Regions from separate parts of the Bombyx mori genome. Here region 1 is linked to region 2. Evidence: chromatin contacts called from public Hi-C data. All regions are on one chromosome and are shown on one strand. The core of a region is the stretch at or near the end of the contact, and the rest is flanking DNA. Distances in the headings are between cores, read along the strand shown. Region 1 overlaps LOC101743047 (bifunctional heparan sulfate N-deacetylase/N-sulfotransferase). Region 2 overlaps LOC101743047 (bifunctional heparan sulfate N-deacetylase/N-sulfotransferase).

What was found. A called contact is a pair of places that touch in the nucleus more often than the background predicts.
Region 1: a contact with region 2 is called in a Hi-C map of whole pupa, with 1.8 times the contacts expected there. The contact joins two enhancer-like sites. A contact is called at or near these places in 2 of 7 Hi-C or Micro-C datasets (both in whole pupa).

The regions. Positions count from the first base shown.
Region 1 is chr22:6,005,079-6,009,586 of ASM3026992v2, forward strand. All of the region lies in intron 1 of LOC101743047 (bifunctional heparan sulfate N-deacetylase/N-sulfotransferase), which reads right to left. Among protein-coding and RNA genes, the nearest start is that of LOC101743047, 7.5 kb to the right of the region's middle. Within about 2 kb of position 2,248, at least 6 of the 8 cell types and tissues checked have open chromatin away from gene starts, as enhancers often do.
Region 2 is chr22:5,916,070-5,920,238 of ASM3026992v2, forward strand. It overlaps LOC101743047 (bifunctional heparan sulfate N-deacetylase/N-sulfotransferase), which reads right to left. Exons shown (of 15, transcript XM_012695350.3): 13 at 2,374-2,490. Among protein-coding and RNA genes, the nearest start is that of LOC134201026, 47 kb to the left of the region's middle. Within about 2 kb of position 2,237, at least 5 of the 8 cell types and tissues checked have open chromatin away from gene starts, as enhancers often do.

The DNA of each region.
Region 1 (4,508 bases), core at 998-3,497, 89 kb after region 2:
TCGCGACACTTTTTGTAAATAATAATGTGTTCTTCAAAGTCGTAGTGCATTATTTTATTCTATCATCAATAGTTTTCGCAGGGCACACGATATAAAGAATATTTTAGGTAATTTTTTTACACCTTGGATTACATTATTGGAGTTTTAGTAAGGATCCCTAATTTTTTTCAAAAAACATTAGCCTATGTTACTCGGGAATAGTGTAACTTCCAAAGAGTGAAAGAATTTTTCAAATCGGTTCACTAGTTTCGGAGCCTATTCAATACAAACAAATAAACAAATCTTTCCTCTTTATAATATTAGTATAGAAGTATAAATAATGCTGGTAGGGCGTCTTGTGAGCTCGCACTGGTCGGAGCAATGGGAAGCAATGGGTAGGCACGAGTAGGGTACCACCACCATGCCTATTTCTGCCGTGAGCAGTAATGCGTTTGAGTTTGAAAGGTGTTGCATCCGTTGCACTACAAAACTGAGACTAGGAATTCGTCTCCCAAAGTGAGTGGTGGCATTTAGGTTGTGCTCCGGTAACCTCTTAACAGCAAATACGCTGTGACCTCGCACACCCTTTACAAAATAAACATACTTAATTGACTACATACATACTGCGTAATACAACTTAGCTATAACTATATAATCATATATAATTGATTTCCATCATAACACTGGATTCACTGAAACTTCAACTGGCTTGTGGAAGTTTCAGTTTTTTCAGCATTAGATTAAAAATATTTTGTTCCATGAAAATCATAAATCCCTGACTATATTTATTTAATGGTATACACAATATTTAGAATAGCGTCATCCGTTTCGGTAACATTTCTGATGATGCCCTACTGATGGACGAATCGACCAACACCTGAGTCCTCGAAGTCGCCGGATGGATAGACGAGGCAACCCTAATGGCCTGTCGTTCGACCATCCGCGCCCGTGATTGATCGACACACCCCAATGACGTGTGCACACACATAGCTTACATTGCCCCTACGATATCATGTGTAATCCATCACATACCTACCGAATTTGTACTAACTATACACGCAATGAATATAATAATATGCTAAACTTTATAAATGTATCATATCATTTAAATCTCTAGGCTTGAAATGTCTAAATCTAATAAACCCCGACAGACAGCATAAATGTTACCATTCTAGTCCCTTGAACAGCAGTTTTGAAAACGCAAGGTAATTAATTTTTACATCCTTATATATAATATTAATGAAGACTAGATTAAAACGTAACTATCTCAAATAAATATTCAAGATATTTTAATAACAACATCAAAGCAAATACATAGATGTAAAAACTCATTTCAGTAAAGTGGATGTTTGAAAATATAAGATAAAAGAACTCACATTTTAGCCGCGAGTACTACAGATTGCATTTGGATTTTATTAGAAAAGTTTTGGGGTTTTATTGAATGACCCGATTTAATTTAACTGAAAAATGTAACATTAAGGAGCATGTTTTACAGCAATTGTATTTTATGGTTTCAGTATGAATTTGAAAAGTCTAAAAATCTTAGTATCCCTTGATCCATTTATAAAAGTACAATTTCGGAAACAAAACGGAAAGCTACGAATAACGAGGCGAAGTTATTGGAGTGGAAGTGATCAATTTTCTCAACAATTTCGCCGTCATCTTAAATCTTTTCAGGGGCACAAAACATTTAGCCAATTCAGCGCACCGGGACCGACCGTGATAATAGAGCCTGTTGACTGGGAGGGACAGTCATCGCAAACACAAGCCATTAGCGTATTGTTACCGCCTTTTCAGTCGTGCCCTCAATATAGAAGCTTTTTGTGGAAATCTTAGGAAATTTTGATAACCTCGTGTTTCTTGCTTCATTTTTTTTTTATGATGTATTATATCTTCAAACCTTTTTTGTATTTACCCGGTTTTATTAGCATTAATAAAGAAGCCGTATGTACATCTCTATGACTTTGCAAACATAATTTTCAAAATGTTCACAAATTAAAGTTTTCAACCATGATTCTTTCTTAAGTAATTTATAAATAGTTTTAAAGTTACATTATCACTTTTGTTAGTGAAATTTTGAAAATATCGATTATTTTAAAATATGTATATGATGTATATATAATCATTGAAAACATCAGATTCTGATAGTACTAACCAACCTATCAAAACGTCAGGTCTTCGACTCGTGAACGGGTCGATTGGAGCCACCGAGCGATAGCACCGTGAAGCTAGCCAGCCATTCTCCTCGGAACAAAGCTGCTCTGATCTAATCAACGCAATAATACACAACGGATAACTGCACAACTGGGCCGGGAAATAAACAGGCATCTGTACAACGCCAACACACCCGATATTTTAAATAACAAACAATATTACAACCGAGCTACGACGAGAACAGAACATTGTTGGAGCGCGTGCCGCAACCAGCTGTTTTAGATAACGTGTGACCTCTGCAATAAACGGAGCATCAACTTTTTAATTATCTGAAAAAAAAATGACCTGCCATATAGGCATTAAATGCGTTCATTGAGGTGTTGTATGTACATTTACGGTTGAGATAATATCTGAGTCGCTGTTTTGTTTGAACTTAAATTTTCCCATCGTTACATTATATACATACATTATCACAGATACGATAACTATGCGTACATAGTTAAGCAATGTATATTCTTTTAATCATAGTTATTACTATTAACATAAATATACGAATCATTTACAGCTTAACCAAGGCTATGTTTGTCTTGACAAGTACAACAGACGTAGTACTTTTTCAGGGTTGGTGATAAAATCGCTAAATGCGTAGGTACTCAACAAGTAAAAAAAGTATAAAACCTTGAATTTTTTTTTTTTTAATAAATTGCTGAGTTTTCGGTTAGTCAATTTAGTTCATGATCATGATTTCAGATATAATTCTAACTGAGAACTGAAACCTATTGAAAACCATAAGCAACAGTGAAATGTAGTGCCTCAAGCAAACACAATGAAATGAGTGCCTATTTCCTTTTTATTTATTCGCTTCAATGGCTTTGATCTCCTGCCCTTTGAAAAACGTTTCACAAAATCCACAAAATACGCTCGGTAACTGGGTAAATGTCTATGTCATCTATTCAAGTCTTCCGCATTGAACATCTGGAATTCGGAGATAACTCAAGAAAAACGTTTTCAATCACATTTGTTAAAGTAACCAGTTTATTTCTCTCAGTGTTGGAAGATGCAAGTACTAATTTCTTTTTTTGTACTAATTTCGGCTCTAGTTATGCAATGAAAAAAACAAATGGTAGCATTTCAAAATTCCGAAACGCGTCACGGTTCTGTCCGTACCATTATCATCGGCCATGGGTATCGAAGAAAACTACACATCAAGACGCGCCCACGTGTGCCTATATTGCTACAACAATAAAGATAACAGACCAAATAAGAGTTAAAAAGTATGTTTTGTCTTTTACAAAATTAACAGTTCCGTGTGCTCAAAAGTGATTTTTTTACAAATATAACAGATAATGCCATTAACTCATTTTATTAAGGTAGCGGAAGGTGGACTTTGAGAAAAGGGTCGCCTGTTAATGACGTTCATTCGAGACAATACGTTCTTCTCCAAAGCGACGTCTAATTTAATCAACGATAGGTACAACACGAAATTCTATAGTGCATACATTGTAACTACTTTGTACGTAGAACGTGATATGAATCAAGAATACAAAAAATCATAATATCTTTGTAAAGTAGCTATAAATTGAGGAATCTAAAACAAATGCTTAATTCGTAATAAAAAAATTATTAAATAGTTAGGTTGGTCTTAGCATTACAGTAATTATTACTAAATAACACTAACACCCATTTCTATGCGACTTATTTTTATAGCTTATATGGGTGGACGAGCCCACAGCCCTAGTGGTTACTAGAGCCCATAGACATCTTCAACCTAAATGCGCCACCCATCCTGAGATATAAGTTCTAAGGTCTCAAGTATAGTTACAACGGCTGCCCTACTCTTCAAACCGAAACGCATTACTGCTTCACGGCAGAAATAGTCAGGGTGGTGGTAGGTACCCACCCGCGCGGACTCACAAGAGATCCTACCACCAGTAATTACGCGAATTATAATATTGCGGGTTTGATTTTTATTACACGATGTTATTCCTTCACCGTGGAAGTCAATCGTGAGCATTTGTTGAGTACGTATTTCATTAGAAAAATTGTTACCCGCCTCGAATTCGAACACTGGTGTATCGCTTCAACACGAATGCACCGGACGTCTTATCCTTTAGGCCACGACGACTTCATTTGTTAACGACATTAGTTTGAAGCTAAATAGTGTAATTTTACATTTTGTTGTACGTTTATTTAAGGTTTATCATATTATTTCTGTGTACAAAGCGAGTTTCCTCATTCGTAATTGTGCCTAAGACCTCTTCTGAGAATTTAATCTCAGTTGCAAAATAAGCTTGCAAATAGCAAATGTCATCATAATAGTTAATAGATGTATGATGACATTTGCTATTCCATATTAATTCAATAATTGTAATTGT
Region 2 (4,169 bases), core at 987-3,486:
TAATCACGGATTTCGATACTATAGACAAATAATATTAGATACAAACATTATTAATCTATTCTCAATTTAACCATAGACTTTAAACAATAGCAAAAGAGTAGATACGTGACTGTGCGTCAAATACATGGTAGTGTGTGTAATGTTTTTTTATTGATTTAACATATTTTTATGCATAATTAAAAAAAATATATCTCTATAAGTATTCTACTCTATAAGTAAAAATATTCTCTAGAAGTCTGGGAAATTTCATACTCTTCCGTCCACGAAATTTTCGTAAAAAGCGGTACAAAGTTTTTGCTTCACGTATTTAATATATAGATTAACGATAAAATTTAGAATTAATTCATATTTTGAATATAATAAAAATTACTTTAACTTTAATAAATTGGTTTTACGTGTCATTTTATTGGAATAAATGTCATATTGGGACAATATACTCTGATCTGAAAATTTGTTTGAAAAAATCGAAATATATGGCGAAAATTTATTAGTAGGACGTTTTGTGAGCAGCGTACGGAGAGGTACCACCACCCCGTCCATTTCTAAGGCGAAGCAGTAATGCATTCCGGTCGGAAGGGTGGGATAGTTGTTAAACAATAGAATTGAAACTTTGTCTTAAAGTTTCTGGCGCCATTAACACTAAACACCTGGTGGGTCATGAGTTAAGTACATCCCTGTAGTGTACTAAAAAAGCTAAAACCTCCAATTACGAAATGTACCATGTAAACACAATTCTATTCATGTTTTAATAATTTAATATTATTTCTAAAAAACAGAGATCGGTGTAGAAAGTTTCTGTTGAATTTAAGTTTATTATAATCACATTTACAAATCTTCGCACTTTACGTTAAAACGAAATATTTTAACTAATTTAATTTTTGTGAGATGTAGCTTTGGAACAATGATAAAAGTAAAAATGACGCAGACTTATCGCCATCGCTAATCTGATAATCTCGACGAGACAGATCTCTCTCTACAAGGCTACAACAACGTGCGTAATATTTGATGTAATAAATTCACGGCGCCACTCAACCAGCCGACGACGTATAAAATAAAATTTTAATTTAGGATCACGTCCCGTATTACGTACAATATGAAGATGTTTTAATAAAATTTGCGTGCAAACGTAACGTAACGTAACGAGGCCGGAAAACGAGCGAAATTATCGAGTGCTCGTGCAAAACGTGTCCGCCGTTTATTGGAATCTTGAGTTGGGTTAAAGAAAGCCAATAATATTTAACGTAACGTTTATTTGTACGACGGTAAGTCGAAGCGCGGAATAATGGAATATTTGGACGCGTGTCGAACTGCTTATACGTTTCTTATGAAATTTCTTATGAAACTCGACCCTATTACGTGCTCAAGTGGAGATTTTTTTGCACTTATAACCCGTGATACGGTCGAGCGTTCTCCGACAAACTTAAAATATATTGTGATTATAGATTACTAAGCGTTACCAGCGGCTGCGTCCGCGCGGGCAAGGAAATTTTCAATGTGGTATTCCCCTTGAGAACGATTATTTTTATAGCCCTTGTATGCAGACGAGAATACGGCCCACCTGATGGAGAGTGGTAACCGTCGCTAATGGACGTCAGTAATGCCAGGGGCACAGCCAAAGCGCTGCCTACCGCTATGAGATTTTTTTCGGGATAAAAGGTACTGTATTTCAACCTCGCGATCGTGATTATCATTTTAAAAAATTATGTCAATCCGTTGCTTCGTTTCAAGGTGAAAAAATTGACAAACAACCAAACACACACTAGCACGTTTATTATATCAGTGTGGATTTATTAAATTAACGAATGCAATTTTATATTATTGATTAATTTGCGCTTAAGAAATGCTTAGGAATATCTTCCAAACAAGACGTTTCTGATATCATCCCTATACTTTTTTTGATATCATTGAATCATGTTTGCATTAGATCTCGATTACTTAATTAGAATTTAGAAAACGTGATAAATAAAATTAAATATCTACAGTTCAATCGCGGCAGAAACCTTCAGGAGTATTCTATCTCATTCTAAGGGAGACAAAATTTTATGTTTGTCTCTTTTTAGAGTTGCTTTTCGAGTATGAATTCCGTTTCAGCGATTGTGTCATTTTCGCAATGCAATGATAAAAGAAGATAACGTTATACAACAAAACACACATTGTGGACACGGTAACAAACACAAAGAGAGCCAATCAGTTTGCACACACAGGTACACACACACACTTACTCACACACGCACATACACGCATACACGCGGACACGCACACTCGCGCGAACACACACACACACACACACACACACACCCATGTATATTTCATAGATTCGAACAGCTCTCTTCTGTTTGAGGTCTAATGTAGCTCTTATTTGGTATCACTCACCTCAAATCCCTGAGTTGTTTCGGTGCGGAGTCATTCGCCGTGATGATTGTGTGGAATGTGTAATTATTCGCGATCGGGTCGCCGTGAGAGCGTATGTGCTGATACCAGGAGTACGCACTGTTGACGAAATAAACCATTGTAAAATAATCATTTAAAAAAAAAAAGGTTATCCACTGAACGAATATTAGTATTTTCTTCGGATTCCGTCGTGCTGTCGCTGTAACTAAAACAACTTTTACGGTTTAATCTCGACTTTATTATTTCCGATGTTTCCAATACATTTAAGTTTTTAACGACGATTAAGGTGTCATTTTAAGCCTATCACTGTCTCATTTTTATGGACATTTATTTATACTAGAGGTCCCGCAGTAGTCGAAATTCGACTATAATTAATTAGAATTGTAAGTTTGTACACTATTATGATTGTATTTTATACTTCTATAATCACAAATTTCGCCAAGACTACACTATAAAAATATTAACAAAGGCAAACAATATTTAATTTATTCTCAATTGAACAACAGACGCCAAGAAAAAAAGTTTGACAATAAATAGTTTGCATGCGTGTGTGCGTCAAATACAAAATGTAGTGTGTGTAATGTTTTCTTTATTGATTTAATGTCTTTTATGCATAATTTAAAAAAAATATTAACATTGTGCACTTCTTCTCTATATTCTCTATAAGTGTGGAAAATTTCATACTCCTCCGTCCGCGCAATTTTCGTAAAAAGGGATACAAAGTTTTTGCTTCACGTATTAATATATAGATATCATACAGAAAGTTTTAACAATATCTAGAGGTCCCACCAGCCGGCGGTTGTAGTGATAATTATAATTGTGTAGCGGTAGCTATCAGATTGCCACAACAATAGTGCTACTTCAGAGCAATGCAAAAGTTTTCAAGTCGTATATTTGAAACATAAGATGTATAATAAAATGAAAAATTTAACAGATTAAGCTGGGGGGATAGTTTTAACTTCGAGATATAAAAAACAAACGTAGTCTATGTATTTGTATTAAAATGATTTTTAATACAGAACGTAATCAATCGTAATTATACTTTTGAAACAATTATTATCCATAATACGACTGTTACATTTGTAGAGTTTAATCTTATTGGTGAAATGTTTTCAATTATTTTCAAAATTGAAGAATAATTTTCCCGCACAGAAATTTTCTTTCAGACCGTGGTTAAAGGAGCCAATCTCGATATCAAAGAGAGGTTGTTAGTGACGGTACTCCTTGAGACAACACATGTCAGAAATATTTTAAAATTTGTTGTTGGTTTTAGTATTGGTAGGGCGTATACAATACAGTTGAGAATTCGACCTCATGTCTCAAGGTGAGTGTGGCAATGTTATGATAACTGCTGCTTAATATCTATCTGGTGGGCACTGAGAATGTATTAGTTGTGTTTAGTTTTTTAGTTTACGTATTAGTCGCTGGGGTCTACAGCCTCGAGTGGTCGGAGGCGTCTCAAAGAACAACAATATCTGCTCAGACTAGCCAAAAATCAATCAATATTATTTTTCGTTAAATTCTTACAAAGGGTGGTTAATTTACATTTTATATGCCACTTAAAATCACATAAATTGTTTGTGTAATACTTATTAGAAATAAAAAAAAACTGTAATCTAGTTAAAAGGAGTTTTTTTCTATCGACCCTTTTGTAAAGTTTTTTGTTTAATTCAATTTATCTTGAATCAAACGGATAACTTTTTAGAAAGAGCTTACGTATCGCTTACGCGACGAGAAGTTAGAGAGTATTTAAAATTAAAATTAAAAAAAACCCAATC